2 separate regions of the Canis lupus genome follow, and region 2 is linked to region 1. A link is a contact called in public Hi-C data. All regions are on one chromosome and are shown on one strand. The core of a region is the stretch at or near the end of the contact, and the rest is flanking DNA. Distances in the headings are between cores, read along the strand shown. Region 1 holds the start of HTRA1 (serine protease HTRA1). Region 2 overlaps HTRA1 (serine protease HTRA1).

Region 1 (5,334 bases), core at 1,593-4,092:
TGGCCGATGCTCAAGAAGTTTCTCTTGAACTAAACCAAACTGAACCCATATGGTGACGTCTTCAGAGACACAGGAGCAGGGTGTGCCTTTTGTCAACGGAGGTCATGACTTGCCGATGGGAGTAATGGGAGTGTGCCCAGTTCTCTGAGGGAGGGGAATCAAAACTGGCTCAGGAGCCGCCTTTTACCTGGGCAGCCTGTCCCTGGCCACGGTTCTGTCACTGTGGAGGGGGTGGGAATGGATACTAAGGGGACCTGGGGCATGTCTGCCACCCTGTAAGCAGAGGACAATCTGGCCTGAAGGGCAGTTTGGGTGACATCATGGAGCACTCTGGATGTCAGGTGAAGAAGTCTGGACTTCCATTTACTGGGATTGTGAGCCCCTGAACATTCCCAAATAGGGCAACTATAAGATTGTAGCAAGAATCAGAATTATGACTCTAGCTCCTTAGGTTGTAAGTCCTGTGGATTAAGAAAGGCAATGTGAGGCCTCAGCCATTCTGGGTGGCTCAGACTTTCGGGAGTACAGAGGCCCCAAGTGGAAGATCTTTCTCTTTGGGGACAGCAAGACGTGGTTTCTCTGTGCAGGTTCAGAAACCTCATTTCCTAATGGAAGCTTTGTCAGCCACGGCGTTTTGTCATTTATTATTCATGAACAGGCTTGACTTTGTCCAGACTTAAAGCTCAAATGCAGCAAATTTGGGCTGCAGAGAAAACGGCAGGGAACTCACCCTTGTGGCTTCGGAACTATCCCCTTTGCTCTGGAAAAATCTTCTCTAGGAATCTGTGCCAAGACCCGGCGAGAAATGAGTTTTCACGTTGTATCCAAAAAATGCATCTTGTAAGAAACTGTCTTTAAAAATGGCATCGGAGGGGGAAGGAATAAAAGAAGGAGTAACTTTTTCAGACCTAAAGCGTTACTTCTAGAAATGGAAATGCTAGGATTAAGGCATGAGCGATCAATGATGGGCTCTCGATGCCAGGTTTCAATTGAATTATTCTGTGTCCTCTTATACATGGACACACGCAGGCACACATACACACAACACCCTCCCGAGTGGACTGTTCAGGATCTCCTTAGTCCTTCCGGGGGGGACTTTACTTTCTCTGAATCTAAGGTCTTGGCGGGGGGGGGGGGGGCAGCAGACTGTTAACATAAGAGCAGGAGGGTGAATGGCAGTCACACCTGGGAGATGATGTGATGTGATGGCGGTCTTTCTAAAACCTTGGGTGTCCTGAATTCTGCTCCTCGGGTATGGCTCAGTTTTCCATTCCTCCCTCTGCTGACTCCTTGATGCCACCACCGGCATGGGTTCCAGCGGCAGGGTGGTGCCATCTTCCTTCCCTGGTAGAAAGGCCACAGGGCCTCCGTGGCTTGAATGTCCTGATTGTTGCATTTGCGAACATCTCTTCCAGGTTGTGAACCAACGCAGGAGTAGTTTTGTGGCCACAAACACCCTTGGTTAGTCACTAGATGCACAGTCACCAGATGTTCCTGGGGAAGGTAACAACCCCGAGGTTCTTAAACAACTTATCAAAAGTCACAGAATGAAAGGCCAGGAGTGGGACTTTTGACTCCCAAACCCATCAGAGGGCCTGGCTCTGGCAGCTTCACAGTGTCCCACTGACTCACCCTGGAGAGGAAGAGGGGCATTTTGGGAGGAGGGAAGAGCACGAGCAAAGGCATAAAGGTTTTAGGCAGGAGAAGGTAGGTTCCAGAAAATGCAAGTTATTCAGCAGGGGGAGAGTCAAGTGTGTGTGGTGGGGAGATAGGGTGGAGAATGGAATGAGGGGGAGGGGACGGGACTCAGTGGAACCATCAGGGACTTGTCCTCTGTTAGGGAAGATGCCAGGAGCCGCACCCAGCATCGCAGTTTTACTTTTAATCTGTTTCACTCCAGCGGCTTGGCTGGAGGGTAGAGGATGGGGTCTGGCTTAACTTGTATGTAGTGTGACCCTGGGGGAGTCACTTCTTTCTAGGCCTCAGTTTTCTCATCTGTAAAACAAGAGTATTGGACAAAAAGAAGTTTTCGCCAATTTATTCATGATCGCAGGCCGCCTTAATTTATGGCTCGCTGGACTACAGAGGGTGGCCTATTGGCTGATCAACTTTGTTCATTATTTCCCTCACCCGTACGCACCCCCCTTTCGGGGTAATCACAGCTAGCCAGCCACTCAGCGCCCCATCAGCGGAGCTGCACCTTCTCCGGTGCCCAGGGTTGATTGGCTTCTGGGTCAAGGTCTCTCTTTCCACAAGGATGAGGTTCCGTCTTTAGGAAAATACTTCCCTAACATCTCTCTCAAGCTCCGCACTGCCCAACCTCCTGTTTCCCAACTCCTGGTCCCAGGCGCCCCTCTGGACCCTGGACGCCTGCTTGGCTCTCATTTGGGAGGTGCTTTGGGCAAGGGCGGTTATAAATATTTGGATCCTACTTCTCAAAACTATTTTTATTGGAAAAATATCGTGCGCGCAAGAGAACCACCCAAATAACAAAAAAAAAAAAAAAAAAAATGGTGCAAAAATCCCTAAGCGTCCTGCGCACCCTCTCACACCTACTCCACCCCGCGCACCCGCCCTGGGGCGTCTCTGCCTGGGCAGGGCGAGTGCGAACCCGCCTCCTCCCGGGTCCTCACGCCTAAGCTTCATCCCTCCGCTCCGCATTGGCCCAGAGGCCGCCGCCCCGGGGGCCTGGCGCCACCAGGGCCCCAGGATCCACCTCCGGAGTCGCCCCGGCCCCTCCAGGTGATGCCTCGACTTGCAGGTGTCCGAAAGGATGCACCGAGGGCTCTCAGGCGGAACATCAAAGAAGAGCTCTTTTATTTAATAACAACGTTTTCGGGTGATGATGCACGTGGTGCAAAACCGAGGCGGCGCCGAGCCCCCCTCTCACCCGGGCCTCCCCGGGCCTCCCCGGGCCCCGCCCCCGGCTGCGGGGCGAATCCGCGCGTGTACAAGCACGCGGCGCACCCGTAGCACCTTTCTAAGGGAATCGACCGTAAATGATTATATTCTAGTTACTTCTCTCTGCTTTCTCACGTAACCGTGGGTCGGGGCGCTGGCTTCCCGCCGTGGCCACGGTCGCGCGTGCCGGGCACGGGGGTCGGGGCAGGGAGGGGCGCGACCGCCTCCTCCCGAGCGCGTGGCCAGAGCCCCGGGGCCGCCCCGCCCCCCCCGCCCCCCCGCGGCCCCGGCGGCTCCCCGGCTCCCCGGCTCCCGCGGGGGGACTTCCTCGGGGCCGCGGCAGGTTCCCCTTGGCAGAGCGCTTTAAGCTTGAGGCTCGCGAGCGGCGCGCGGGGGACCCGCGAGCGGCGCGCAGGGGCGCGTACCCGGGAGGGCGGACCCCGCCCCGCCCGCCCCGCCCGCCCCGCCCTGCCCCCGCCGCGGGCGGTCCCCGCTCGGCCGCCCGCCCCGCCCGCCATCCGGCCCCCCCGCGCCCGTCCCCAGGGCGGTCGTCACCGCCGCGAGGCCAATGGGCTGGGCCGCGCGGCCGCGCGCACTCACAGCCGCCCCGCCGCCCTCCCGCGCTCCGCCCGGCGCCGCTCTCCGGTCCTCGCCAGCCCGCCCGCCGCCGCCGTCGGAGCCGCCATGCAGCCCCCGCGCGCCCCGGGCGTCCCGCCGCCGCTGCTGCTGCTGCCGCTGCTGCTCCTCGCGGCGCCCGCCCCCGCCCCCCGCGCAGCCGTCCCGGGCCGGGCGCTCGGCCGCCGCAGGGTGCCCGGAGCGCTGCGAGCCCGCGCGCTGCCTCCCGCCGCCGGGACCCTGCGAGGGCGGCCGCGTCCGCGACGCGTGCGGCTGCTGCGAGGTGTGCGGCGCGCCCGAGGGGGCGGCGTGCGGCCTGCAGGAGGGCCCGTGCGGCGAGGGGCTGCAGTGCGTGGTGCCCTTCGGGGTGCCCGCCTCGGCCACGGTGCGGCGGCGCGCGCAGGCCGGCGTCTGCGTGTGCGCCAGCGGCGAGCCGGTGTGCGGCAGCGACGCCAACACCTACGCCAACCTGTGCCAGCTGCGCGCCGCCAGCCGCCGCGCCGAGAGGCTGCACCAGCCGCCCGTCATCGTCCTGCAGCGCGGCGCCTGCGGCCAAGGTACCCGCGCGCCCCGCGCGCCCCGCCCCGGGCCCCCGACCCCCGACCCCCGACCCCCGCCCGCCCCGGCGAGCAGCGCTCGTTCCTCGCGGCCCCTCGGAGCCCAGCTCCGCGCCCCGCTGCGGGGCCAACTCCGCGCGCTCCGTCCCGCAGCGAGACCCTCCCCCCGCCCCGCCCCGTCCCCGTCCCCGTCCCCGTCCCCGTCCCCGTCCCCGTCCCGTCCCCACGGGCCCGGCCGGCTGCTGGGTGTCCCGCGGGGCAGCACAGCGCGCCAGGGAACCGGCCGAACCAGACAGGAGCGCGCGCCCGGAGTCGAGGGGCCTGGGGGTGGGGGGGCTTGTGCGGGAGGCGTTGGCACCGCAGGCCCCGGGCGCTGTCGCCCCGCCGGCCGCTCCTCCCCGCCCGCGCCCCTGCAGCCACCCCCGCGATCCCGGGCGCCCCAACGCGAGGGACGCGGTGCTGCCGCAGCTCCGGGCGGGCTCGGGTCCAGCCGCGCAGACCTGGCCGCGCCGCCGCCCGCTTCCCGTGCTCCGAGCCCAGCCTCCCAAACTGAAAGTGGTTTTGGGGAATAAGCCGGACGGGGACTCCGGGTGGCGGAACCTGAGGCGGGTGAGGGATGCAGAAGTGGACCCCTCCGCCGTCCTTTCGCATCTTTTCTGTACCAGCCAGACTGTCTGGGTCGGGATGGGGCGAGGGGTGGGGAAGTTGTTTCTCTCGCGGGACCTTCCGGAGGGATGCTTCTCGTCTCCAGCCCAGGGACCTTGTGGAAAACAGGACGGAGTTCAGCTGCGGCCAACCCAGAGGTGCAGGGCCGGCCGGCCCCTTGGCTGGTGCACTTGGCCGCAGCCTCCCAGCACCGGCAGTGCCTGGAGAGGGGGAGAGGGACGGTGCATGGAGGGGGAGAGTACCGAGACCGGGAGAGAGGCGGTGCACTGAGAGGGGGAGAGGGGCAGTGCACGGAGTGGGGAGAGGGGAAGTGCATGGAGAAGGGGAGAGGGGCAGTGCATGGAGTGGGGAGAGAGGAAGTGCACGGAGTGGGGGAGAGGGGCAGTCTCTTCGGGCAGTGGTCTGGGTTTTCTCTGATGGAATAGAGTCCAACATGACCAGCTAGGGCCTGGCACAGGTAGGCTAACATGGGGAGAAAGGAGTCAGAGTTGTGTAGGAGAGCTAGGAGGTTGTGTGGTCCAGCAACAGGGGATGGGGAGCCCAGCCTCTGCCCTCAGAAGGGAGCCCAGTTAGGGGGTGCAGGAGACTTATTCTG
Region 2 (5,334 bases), core at 1,728-4,227, 40 kb after region 1:
CCTGCCCTTGCCTCCGTTTTGCCGGATTGAGCAGAAAAGCCTTATTTTTGCTCATTTCTCTGCATTATCAGTAGAATTCCAAGAAGCTTTGAAAATTATTACCCAATTTCACATCCTAAAGATCTTTTAAGGTCTGGTTTGTTCATTTTCTTCAGTTACTCTTGATTCATTCATGGATTCTGTAAATATTTACTGAGCCTCTGTCTTGGCCAAACACTGTGTTAGGTGCTGAGGATGTATCAGCAAAGGGCAAGAGCCATGTGTGACCACATGATGACAGTCTCGGCTGGGAAACAGGAAAAGTGGGATAAATACAGTAACGAGTACAGAAAAGGAACAAACAGAAGAGGTAGAAGGCACTGGAGGCTGGGGAGGCTTATATTTGGAGGTGACAGGAAGGATAGGAAGGACAGGTGGAGCCAGCCCAGGGGAAGATTGAGGGCCAAGCCTAGAGGACCTGGACTTTGGACCAAGGTGCAAACTTATTTCTCGGTGAATTTATTAGGGCCGTTCAGAACCCAGGCCAACATTTCTGGTTAGCTGGTTGCTCTGCATATTGTCTACATTTCTTATTGGCCTTGTTCTTGGGGATTGCTGGTCACGTTCTGGGAAGCTCTGGTTTTTTTATGTAGCCAATCTTCTGAGAGTCTGAAGGTGCAAAGGCTTTGTAATGAACTGGTTACTTCTTTTCATAATGGTATAGATGGAATTTCCCAAAACTGGTTTCCTAAAATCATCGTGACCACCTTCTATGGCAAAGGAAAAAGAAGACATTCTGGTAAATTGAGGCCTATTTAATACACATGCTAATTAACAAGTCACTTGTTAATTAAGGCACCAGAATCTGATATGAGAGTGTGAGACTCATGGTATTTCCCTCTTTGCTTTGGCTACCGGGCAGCTCATAGAAACCATTGGTTTTGTGATTAGAATGTTCCCTATGGCCTCATTTTATATAGTGAGTATATGTTAATTAATGTTTTTTAAAAGGCCCTGGGTCACTGACCATCTCCAATTATTTTTATGTGGAGGAGATCATATCTCTTAAAAATTATTTATTTATTTTTTATTTATTTTATTTTATTTTTTAAAGATTTTATTTATTTACTCATGAGAAACAGAGAGACAGAGAGGCAGAGACACAGGCAGAGGGAGAAGCAGGCTCCATGCAGGGAGCCCGACGTGGGACTCGACCCTGGGTCTCCAGGATCAGGCCCTGGGCTGAAGGCAGCGCTAAACCACCGAGCCACCTGGGCTGCCCTCTTAAAACATTTTTAGACATAAATTTGAAAGGAAAGATATCTCCTGGGCTTCTCTGCATACAGGACAGCACAAGCTCTTAGTGGTCACAGGGAGTGAGGAACCAGTTCAGTTTGACAGACATTGGGTGGGTGTTGCATGTTGAGCCCTAAATCAACCAGAGAGAGACCACTGCCCTTCCCTTTGGGAAGGATCTTTTAAGATCCGATTTGTTCATTCGTTCATTTTTCACTTTGATGTTTATTGATTTTATAAATAAATATTTACTGGCCCCCAAACTCTTATAGCAGCATCCATGAGGTTGAAATCAATGGATACAAGTGGAGCCATCCAAGGGGCAGGCATATGTGAAGACCAGAGTTACGCTTGATGGAGACAATAATTGCCTCCTCTGGATGCCACGGAATATGTGCAGTCAGCGGCTGTTGGGCTCCCGTATAGAACTGTTGACATTTTGTGGTTTAAACAACAAGCGTAAGGGAATTTTTGAAATGCCAGTGTTTCTTGATACAGCTTGAAGGAGACTAAATATTAAATATTATGGTGGTGTTTGTCAACAGAGAGGACAGATTGTTGCATTTGCTCTTTCTCTTTCTGCTTGGGCACCACCATGCTCTGTTCCTCTTTCTCTCCCCTCCCCCCACCTCCCTCACTTCTCCTGTCTCCCCCACCTGAACCCTCCCCCATGCCATCCATGGAACAGTCTTAGATGCTGACCCCCGCATCCCCCCGCCAAAATGCCTCTGCTGCCTAGTTTTCTTTGCCTTGGGAAGCATGCAAGTTCTAGGGCTCTGCTTCTTGCTGGGTTGGGGGGGTTGTGCTATTTTCTCCATCACATATTTTTAAAAGAAAATGAAAGGTTAGCATAACTGTTTCCAGAAAGCACATTGAATCACTCAGTTGAGTCCCAGCCAGCTGCTGCAACATTAGCCTTTGAAGCAAGCTTCGGCCGACACACAGGACCGGCCTGGAAGCCCCAGCCCCTTGAAAACGAGCGTGCTGGGCTGCTGGCGGAGGCAGTGGCTCCTGCGGATTCCGCAACAAAACATATTTTTGTAACAGGAGTACTTTATACTTTCCAAGGAAGAAAAAGTAGTTCACTTGCCTCATTAGGCTAATTTTTTTTCCTTTAGCTTTATTGGTTTGTTTTATTGCCGTTCTCTGCAAGTTTCAGGGAAGGAGAGAGCCTTGGAATGGGCACTCAGGTCCTTTTAGGGCCAAACGCAGTGTGGCCAGAGACTGCACGATTGACAGGCCATTGCTGTTAGAGCCTCTTTAGATGACGACTGGCTGAGCCAGCATCTGGAGAATTCCAGGAGTCTCGTCTCCTCTTGTGGCTGGAGTTTGCAGGGCTCATCTGACCCCATTGGGAGGTTGTATGAAAAGAGATTTATTAAGGACTATGGTCCCTGTTTTAATCTCACCAGTTTGACCATTGTCTGCTAATAGGCTTTTGGGAAACCAGCCAGGTCTTTTGGAAAAGACCCTAGTTTGTCAGAGCTGGGATGACATTGGCATCACCAGCCTCAACAGCCTTATTTTAGAAGTGGTAAAATCGGGACTCAGAGAGGTCAATCAGGTGGCTCAAGGTCACAGGGTGACCTACCTGTCACCTGTGGTAATCTACCACACAATTAATACAGGACCAGGTCTGAGCCCAGCTGTCCTGCTGCCTGGGACATTGTGCTCCTGGGATCTGCAGAGGCCGAGCTGGCATGTGTGTGCGTGCCCGTGTGCATGTATGTGCATGTGTGCCTGCGTGTGTGCGTGTGCACATGTGTATGCATATGGTTTGTGTGTGTTTCTGAGTCTTCTGCACCACCCTTAGCTGCTGCTGAAGAAGAAGCCTGAAGGAAGCCATCATCCAGGGGCATTACTCAGCACACACCCAGATTTTCTTCCTGGGGGGCTCTGGGGGTTGTGATTCATCCTCAGTATGAGTCTAGGCCCCACGGAAAGTCCTAGAAACAGCTGGTGCTGCACAGGCCTGCCTTCATGCCCCGGCTTGGGCTTGTCTGAGGATAATTCAGGCTCCCAGCACTGGAGAAACAGCATGGCCCAGGCCCTCACCCTGAGGACTTGTGAATGCAGCCTCCTCTGACTCCCCAGTTGCCCTGCTGTATGTCATCTCTGTTGCCCTTACTGGCCCCTGTGGAAAGGTCCTGCAGTGTGAACCTGTGGGCACTCAGCAGGGTAGGCTGGAGAGAGGAACACCTGGATTGGAGGCCTGGGGAGGATTCCTGGTATTGCTACCACCTCACTGTGGGAATGTGGTCAGCAGAACAGGCAGGATGATCTGTCCTCATGGGTGGCTGGCTGTAAGGGCCAAGGGAATGACAAAGCATGAGGCACGTAGGGCACGCATCCAAGGGGTGGGCTTGGCCAGGCTCTGCTTGGATCATTTGTGTCTTGCACTGACCAACACAGACATTTCGTGAGCATTACTTTTTTTTTTTTTTTTTTAAGATTTATTTATTTGAGGAAGAGAGAGAGCAGGGGTGAGCGGCAGAGGGAGAAGGGAAGAGAGTCCTAAGCAGACACTGCACTGAGCACAGAACCCGATGCCGGGCTCGATCCCATGACCCTGAGATCATGACCTGAGCTGAAACCAAGAGTGGGACAGCCAACCGACTGCTACCCTGGTGCCCCTCGTGACCATTACTGTTTTTAGAAGCAGATCTCTCCTCTTGTTCCCATCCCTATCTCCCCAAAAAACTGTGTGAAGGAGCATATATGTACTAGAGCCCTTCCCAAGTATAGTTAGGTATTAGGATTGCTGCTCTAAAATGAATCATTTTCCTCTCAGCCTTGGTGGATTCTAATGGTCACCACTCCACAGCCTCCCTCCTTCCTGCTTGGACAGCCCTGGTCCGTCCACCCGTGACCCATCCCATTCCTAACACAGGCAAATCCTGAGGAGGCTAAGGCCATCCTGGGGGGCCGTGTTCCCCTTGTCAAAGAGTGGTTGAGGGTAACCTTGTGACTTATTGGCTGATGACCCAGGAGGAAGGATGTGCTAGGCCCCAAGTTCTTTTACTTCCATGGGCCTAGTCATATTTTTACATAATGGCTAGAATGGAGGTGGCTAAGTTGATCAGAAGGAAAAATGTCCATGAGTCTTTGGAGCAATTAGCCCTGGCGCCACCCTGCCCTTGAACACCTGGACTTTCACTCTTGTTTTGAGCGGGATTCTCTGTCGCTTGCAGCTGAAAACACCCTCATTGATATACCTAAATTATTTTTAGTGTCAATCTACATTTAGCCCTTATAGAACATTCTGGGCTGAGCTGACCACAGCAATGGAGATTCATATCTTGTCTCTTTTTACTGCCATGTGACTCCAGCCCATCAGACAGTAGGCCTGGGAGGCACGGATGGATTCATTGATCTTCTGTGTTCCCCGTGCCCAGCTCCAAGGAGACACTCTATGAATGCGTGTTGAGAAAGGTCTCTTTCGTGTTGGTGGTGTTTCACCTGGCTGGCTATTTGTTTGTTGTAATTAAATGAATGGGAGAGCCTTCTTTAATCATGCTATGCACCAACCTCTTCCAAGTTTTGGCATTAAATCTACCACACAATTAGTATCCTGCCTATGGCTCGTATTTAGCAATCTAACACAGGCCTGGGAAGTCTGGAGTCCACACCCAGGACTTCTGACACCCTCAGCTGGGCTGTTTCTCCATCGACCGGGATGGTAGTGAGCTAAAATCCCAGGGGTTAGGGGGGCTCGTGTTTTCTTAAAGTCACTCTCGGTGGGAGTGGCGGTGGCGGCGGCGGCGTGAGGATGTGAGTTAGCATTAGTGAGTCACCTTGCAGATAGCCTCCCCGCCTCTCAAGAGCGTGAACGTGACCTTGAGTATTGGCAACTAGATGGACGCACCATGGAATATCCCTCGTCCTCCAAGGACTCGGGCCAAACGCCAGCCCCCTGCTCCCTGGTTAGGGCCCGAGGGCTCCTTCTTGGTCTGCTGTGGAGCCTTGGAGTTTTGCTTTGGCCATTTATGAGCTCTCCCACCCCGCTGCTGTGGTGTGCACACCCCACTTACGTTTTCATCCCCCGTGGTGGTTAGAGAG

What was found. Hi-C and Micro-C count contacts between places; a contact is called where the count stands out from the background.
Region 2: a contact with region 1 is called in a Hi-C map of skin fibroblasts, with 1.7 times the contacts expected there. The contact joins the enhancer-like site here to the promoter of HTRA1 in region 1. A contact is called at or near these places in 3 of 9 Hi-C or Micro-C datasets (amygdala, skin fibroblasts and tumor fibroblasts).

Annotation. Positions count from the first base shown.
Region 1 is chr28:32,395,748-32,401,081 of UU_Cfam_GSD_1.0, forward strand. It overlaps HTRA1 (serine protease HTRA1), which reads left to right and starts at 2,843. Exons shown (of 12, transcript XM_038577982.1): 1 at 2,843-2,995; 2 at 3,445-3,573; 3 at 3,634-3,666; 4 at 3,668-4,073. The coding sequence starts at 2,843.
Region 2 is chr28:32,435,409-32,440,742 of UU_Cfam_GSD_1.0, forward strand. The region is part of intron 6 of HTRA1 (serine protease HTRA1); the gene reads left to right. Among named protein-coding and RNA genes, the nearest start is that of HTRA1, 39 kb to the left of the region's middle. Within about 2 kb of position 2,978, at least 2 of the 20 cell types and tissues checked have an H3K27ac peak or open chromatin away from gene starts, as enhancers often do.